2 separate regions of the Anser cygnoides genome follow, and region 2 is linked to region 1. The links are chromatin contacts, called in public Hi-C maps. All regions are on one chromosome and are shown on one strand. Each heading gives the region's core, a stretch centred on a gene start, on an enhancer-like site or on the middle of the called end of the contact. The rest is flanking DNA. Distances are from core to core; before and after follow the strand shown. Region 1 holds the start of KLC4 (kinesin light chain 4). Region 2 holds the start of GNMT (glycine N-methyltransferase).

Region 1 (2,862 bases), core at 190-2,689:
GCACGCCCGCTGCGTATCCTTGGGACGAGGAAAGCAGAGACGAAACCCCTCCATCCCTCCCCGGCGTCGCCGCAGCGTGGTTCCGCGCCTACCTGCCTTCCTGCAAGCTCCCCCAGGGGAAAACTTTCCGCCGGCTCTCCCCAAAACTGCAGTTCAAAGCGGCCCTTTGTTACGGGACGGCCGGGCGCCCTGCCCGTCCCAGTCACCAGAAGGGAATCTTCCGCCGAGGAGCGGTACCTGGATGCCTGCAGTGGCTTGTCCGGCGCTCCCGCCTGCCCCAGCGGTGCCGCGGAGGAGCAGTGGGCACGGCGGCGGTGGCGGCGACGCGGGGCTCCCACGGCGCTGCCCTCGGCTTCCAGCAGCAGCAGCAGCAGCGCCAACCACACTGCGGGGGGGAGGGGAGGAGATGCGGCCGGGCTCCAGGAACACCACGGCCCCACCGCTCCGCTGGCAGCGCCACGCACACCGACCCCACGGCTGCCACCGAGCTGCTGCTGGGGGGCTGCCCCCATCTGAGGGCTCGGGGCGGGGGGCTGATGCCGTTCCCTCCGGGCTCCCAGAAGCACATCCAAACATCGATCCTATGGCTTGGGGGGTTTGCATCCCTGTTCGTTATCGCCCTTACCTGCGTGGCGGCATCGCCCCACGGCCGACACCTCCCCGAAGCCCAGCTCATGGAGCCGCAGGGCTGCCCCCCGCAGCCGCCCAGGCCCTATTTCCATGCCCCGGCTGGCTCCGGGGACAGGCTCCCCGGCAGCCCTACGGCACCAGGCCTGGCTGGGAGCGAGGACGATCGCCACGGCCCTGCGGCCAACGGGGCTTCGCACAGGGCCTCGGCGGTGCGGCGGGGCACCACGGAGCACCCCGAAACGTATCGGGGCCGTGCTGGCCTGGGGGGCCCGCACCTGCCCAGGGGGGCTCCCTGGGGACAGCGGGGTCGGGGTGCCGCAGGGCGGGAGGCATGGGAAGGGGGCTTCGGGGGGGCACCCTATTTTGGGGAGGCACCCTATTCTTGGGAGGGGGGGCACCCTATTTTGGGGAGGCACCCTATTCTTGGGAGGACACCCTTATTTTGGGGAGGCCCCCTATTTTTTTGGGGACACCCCGTTTTTGTGGGGACACCCCCCTGCCCGCCCTGCCTGACCCCGGAGGGCAAAGCCACCGCAGCCTGCTGACAGGGCGGCCCCGGGGCCTACAGGCCTGGCGCCTCCCCGTGCCGCAGACCCGCCCCACCGGCCCTAAATCCCCCCCAAACCCCCCCGGACCCCCCCCCCGTCCCGCTCCTACCTGCTCGGCACAGGGCGGCGGAGACCGGTGCGAGGCAGCGGCGGCGGCGGCGGCACGGGGCGGGGCCCGGCCCAAATCCGCCCCCCCCTCTCCCCGCTTCTCCCCTCCCCTCCCCTCCCCCCCCGCTCAGCGGCGCGGCCCCTTTAAACGCAACATGGCCGCCGCCAGCCGCCACCGGCGCCCGCGCGCCCCCTCGCGCCAACACCGGGAGCGGAGCCACGCCCCCACCTGGCGCTTGGCCACGCCCCCTCCGCTTGGCCACACCCCCTCCCCGTGACCGCGCCCCCTCGCCCGTAGCCGCGACGCGCACGCGCAGTGGTAGCCCGGGACGGGGCGGGGGGGGCGGTGCGCAAGATGGCGGCCGCGGCGCTGTGCCGGGCCCTGGGGGCGCTCGCGCTGTCGGCTCCCCGCGCCGCTGTCGCCGCTGTCGCCGCCGCCCGGCCTGTCGCGATATCGCCGTCCGGCGGGGCCCTGGCGGCCGCCTGCCGCTGCCTGAGCGCCTCGGCGGCGCGCTGCACCACCGACCCCACGTGGAAGTGCCGCGTCAAGTACACGGTGCGGCCCGTGGGCATGAGGAAGACGGGGGGGCGCGACCACACAGGTGGGCACCGGGGGCTGAGGGGACCCGGGGGCTGAGTGGGCACCGGGGGGCTGAGGGGATCTGGGGGGGGGCACCGGGGCAGGGGGGGGACGCTGGGGGGCTGAGGTGACCTTGGGGACTGAGGGGACCCGGGGGGCTTAGGGGGCACCGGGGGCTGAGGGGAGCACCGGGGGGGCACCGGGGCTGGGGGCACCGGGGCTGGGGTGGGCACTGGGGGGCTGAGGGGACCCGGAGGGTGAGGGTGGCACCGGGGGGCTGAGAGGACCTGGGGGGGGCACTGGGGCTGGGGGGGGACCCGGGGAGCTGAGGGGACCCCGACCCGTGTGGAGCCACCCCCCCCCCATCCCACAGGTCGCATCCGTGTGCGGGGCATCGGCGGGGGCCACAAGCGGCGGTACCGCATGATCGACTTCCAGCGGCTGCGCTACGAGGAGGGCACCGAGAAGGTCATCGGCGTGCGATACGACCCGTGCAGGTGAGCGCCGGGCGCCGCGGGCGGGTCCTGCAGTGCGGTCGGCCCTGCTCTGACCGCCCGCCCGCGCCTTCCCCCCCCCCGCCCCCCCCGCAGGTCGGCCGACATCGCGCTGGTGGCCGGCGGCAACCGGAAGCGCTGGATCATCGCCACGGAGAACATGCAGCCGGGGGATATCATCAAGAACTCGTCCCGCATCAGCAGGATGGCAGGTGCACGCCCCGGGGCTGCGTGCCCGCCCTGCTGGGGGCCCGCTGGCCGCTCCGTGCCACGCTCACCGGGTTGTCCCCCGCAGTGTCGGCCAACGAAGGGGACGCCTACCCGCTGGGGGCCCTGCCCGTGGGCACGCTGATCTGCAACCTGGAGAGCCACCCCGGCAAGGGAGCGCAGTACATCCGCGCGGCCGGTGCGTCTGCGCGGGGGCACCCGCTGGCTGTCCTCTCCTCTCCCCAAAGCCGTGCCCTGTAGGGGTGGGGACAGCTGCGTGACGCTGCCTCCCGAG
Region 2 (3,318 bases), core at 566-3,065, 260 kb after region 1:
CGCTGTGCTGGCACTTCCCCTGGAAGGCACCCTTCAGCAGCGCCGTGAAGGCCTCCAGCCGGTGCGGGTAGTATGAGAGCCGAAACTTGCTGCAAGGAGGCAACGGCGGTGAGGCCGGGGGCTCGGTGCCGGCCAGGAACCGCCCTCGCGGCCCCCTCTCACCTCAGCTCCGGGGAGGCCCCCGCCTCCGTCGGGGGGACCTGCACAGTGTAGTCCAGGGTCACCATGTGGGCCTTGTTGTTCACCAGCAGCACCGAGGTGGTGATGTCCTTGGTCAAGTCGCTCTGGGGAGCGCAGGAGGCCGGCTGTGTCCTGCGGGGACTCGGCTGCCCCCAGACCAGGCACAGCCCAGCTCCCCGGGCCCCTCGGGGACCTGGCGAAGGGGCTAGGGAATGGGGTTGGGGCAGAGGGGCCTGGGGTAGGGCAGGGTCCGGCAGCCGCCCACCTTGTAGTAGATGTTCTTGCCGGGCGGCGCGCAGCCCGTGGCCAGGATATGGTCGTAGTTGCGGTGGTCGATGACCAGGACGCCCCCGGGCCGCACCATGCTGGCGATGTTCCTCAGGGCCAGCTTGTGGTCGCTCTGGTCCCCTGCGGGGAGGGAACCGCAGCGTCCCCAGGCAGGGGCTGTGCCCTCGTATCCACAGGACCACCACCACCACCCCCCTCATTTCACCCACATACAAATCACTGCCCCCCCCCCCCCCCCCCCAGCTCTTAGCTCAGGGAACCCACAGCCCCACCCACGGTATGAGCTCAGGCACGTTCTCAGCCTCGCTGGGGCAGCGCAGGGAACCCACAGCCCCACTTGTGGCACGAGTCTGGGTGTGCCTTCAGCCTTGCCAGGGACGCGACACAGACGCACGCAGCCCCAGCACCCCCGGGGCCCGGTGGCCCCGCTCGTGCCACGAACTGGGGCACGTTCCCTGGCGACACGCTGCAACACAGCAATGCCACCTCGGGTAATCCACTCGTGGCATGAGTTAGGGAAAGTTCTCAGCCTCCTGGGAGGCTCTGTGTAGGGGTATATGTGGGTATGTGATACCCTCCCCGAGCCCTCCCAACCCTCCCTGGCCTCACCTTTGAAGTCAGGCAGGTGCGCGAAGGAGTTGCCCAGGCAGATGACGGCGTCGAACCCGTCCCCTGGCTTCTCCAGGTCCTTCTCCAGTGTGAGCCAGTTGGCCTCCTCGATGACTGCAGCGCAGGGGAAGGTATGAGGGCAGCGCCCCCCCTCCCCCAACACCCCCTGCCCGCAAGCTTCCCCCTCCCCCTCGCCCCAGCAAGCCCCGCACCCCATCGGTCGAAGGGCTCCTCCTTGCGCCGCTCCCAGCGCTCCTTCAGCGCGTACTTGAGCATCTTGTCGCTGGCGTCCACGCTGGTCACCTGGAAGCCCTCCTCCAGCAGCATGATGGAGTCCACCCTGGGGACACGGCTGTCAGGGGTGCTGAGGAGGGCTCGGGGGGAGGGGGCTGGGGAGGGAGGGAGCTCACCGGTGCGCGGTGCCTCACCCGGTGCCGCAGGCCACGTCGAGCACGGAGCGGCAGCGGTGCTGGCGGAGCAGCGCCAGGAGCCAGCTGCGGTACTCGGCCGTGCGGCTCCGCGTGTCCCCGATGTACAGCTGCCACACGCGGGCCGCCCGCCCGTCCGCGTACTGGTCCGGCAGCCCCTCCGCCGCCACCCCCAGCGACCGCGTCCGGTACACGCTGTCCACCATCTCCGCCGCCCGCTCCGGCCCCGACCCCGGCTCCGGCTCCGGCCCCGGCCCCGCTCCGGCCCCGGCCCCGCTCCGGCCCCGGCCCCGCTCCGGCCTCGGCCCCGCTCCCGGCGCGCCACTCCCCCGGGCGCGCCACTCCTCCCGGCGCGCCACTCCTTCGCCACGCCCCCCGCACTCCCCCCGCCGCCCGCCAATCCCCTGCCGCGCCCCTTCCCGCGCCACGCCCCCCGCCGCCCCTCTCGGCCAATCGGCGCCGCCCGCCCTCTTCCCGCCCTCCGGCTGCGCGCCACGGCCCGGCGGCGGCGGAGGGGGTCGGGGTCGACGCCTTCGTTGCAGCCGAGCGGGGCGGGGGCTCCGTCCCCGGGCTGCCAGCGGCTGGGGGGGGCTGAAGCGTGCGGGGGGTTAACTGTGGGTGAACCGAGGGGCCGGAAGCCGTGGGGAGAGCCAGGAGGAGCAAGGGAGGCGTACGGGGTGAGGGAGTGCTGGTGCGAAAACAGCACCGCTGAGGGTGTGCGTGACACGCACGAGGTCCTGCGGAAAGCACCGTGAAAAATCTCCTGCGGGCACAAGTGGAAAGTTACCGGGCCTCTGTGCCTAGGGTGCACAAAGAGCACACGTGGCCTAGTAAAGTCTGATTTCGATCCGGCACGTTGGAGGCTGTGCCTCTCCCCCTGCCCCAAAAGGCGCCCGGAGCACTTCGCTCACAGGTGGCGAACTTGGGTCGCTGAAAGGGGGCGAGTTCGTGCACGACTCATCGCCTTCTGCGGGATGGAGGTAAGCAGCCGAGGACTATGGGGAGCGAAACATCCCAGGAACAGAAAACGGTGTTAACTCTAATGGAAAACATTTTGATAAAAGCATGGGAAAATTATACCGGTCCTAGATCTCAGAATGCTGTTTGCGTGGGGGATGGACTCTAGTTCAATCTACAAGCCTGAGACCTGACACCAAATCGGGGTTAAACTCCAGGACTCAGTCAGGTGAGGTGACAGAACAGTGGTGGGCTGCTCACAGCATGGCGAACGATGTCTGATACCCTAAAACAACACACCCAGACACCTGGGGACAGGCGGGGGCTCCTGTGACCGTACACCATGAGCTTCTTGCAGTCGGTGTCTGAAACGCACGTCCTGGCGCCGCACGACTGTCAGACTACAGCATGAACACTTCCAACAGCCACTCGATTCATGGTGCGGTCTAGCCAACGGCGCCGGCTAGTGGGCCAACAAGCAGTTGAAAACCTAGGCTGACCAGCCCGTGATCTGTTATGTGGAGATGCTGGAAAGCCTACACAGTCTTCTGTCACCATGAAGCAAGGGCCGCAGGATTCTTTTATGCAATTTCTGGAGCGGCTGCTAGGTGCCCTTTACAGGTAAGTAGATCTTGCTGCAGCTCGGGAAGTTTTGTTGGAACAGCTGGCGGTTGAAAATGCTACTGCGGATTGCCAACGGATCTTAAAAACCCCGCGAAATCCTGCACTTACGGACACGATAGACGCGTCAGAAGGTGGACACCCAACCGCATCAGGTTAACCTTTTAATGTAGGCTTTTGCGGCTTTCCACGCCAGATCCTCCAAACGCTTTTACTGGGGGGAAACTGGTCACTT

The links. Hi-C and Micro-C count contacts between places; a contact is called where the count stands out from the background.
Region 2: a Hi-C map of liver shows a contact between it and region 1, with 2.6 times the contacts expected there. The contact joins the promoter of GNMT here to the promoter of KLC4 in region 1. A contact is called at or near these places in 2 of 7 Hi-C or Micro-C datasets (both in liver).

What each region holds. Positions count from the first base shown.
Region 1 is chr3:14,171,305-14,174,166 of Taihu_goose_T2T_genome, forward strand. It overlaps KLC4 (kinesin light chain 4), which reads right to left and starts at 1,440. Exons shown (of 17, transcript XM_066993497.1): 1 at 1,288-1,440; 2 at 238-385. MRPL2 (mitochondrial ribosomal protein L2) reads left to right here and starts at 1,602. Exons shown (of 6, transcript XM_066993511.1): 1 at 1,602-1,888; 2 at 2,240-2,363; 3 at 2,457-2,572; 4 at 2,656-2,766. The coding sequence starts at 1,642.
Region 2 is chr3:14,435,082-14,438,399 of Taihu_goose_T2T_genome, forward strand. It overlaps GNMT (glycine N-methyltransferase), which reads right to left and starts at 1,816. Exons shown (of 6, transcript XM_066993522.1): 1 at 1,506-1,816; 2 at 1,290-1,417; 3 at 1,078-1,191; 4 at 446-588; 5 at 163-284; 6 at 1-89. The coding sequence starts at 1,711.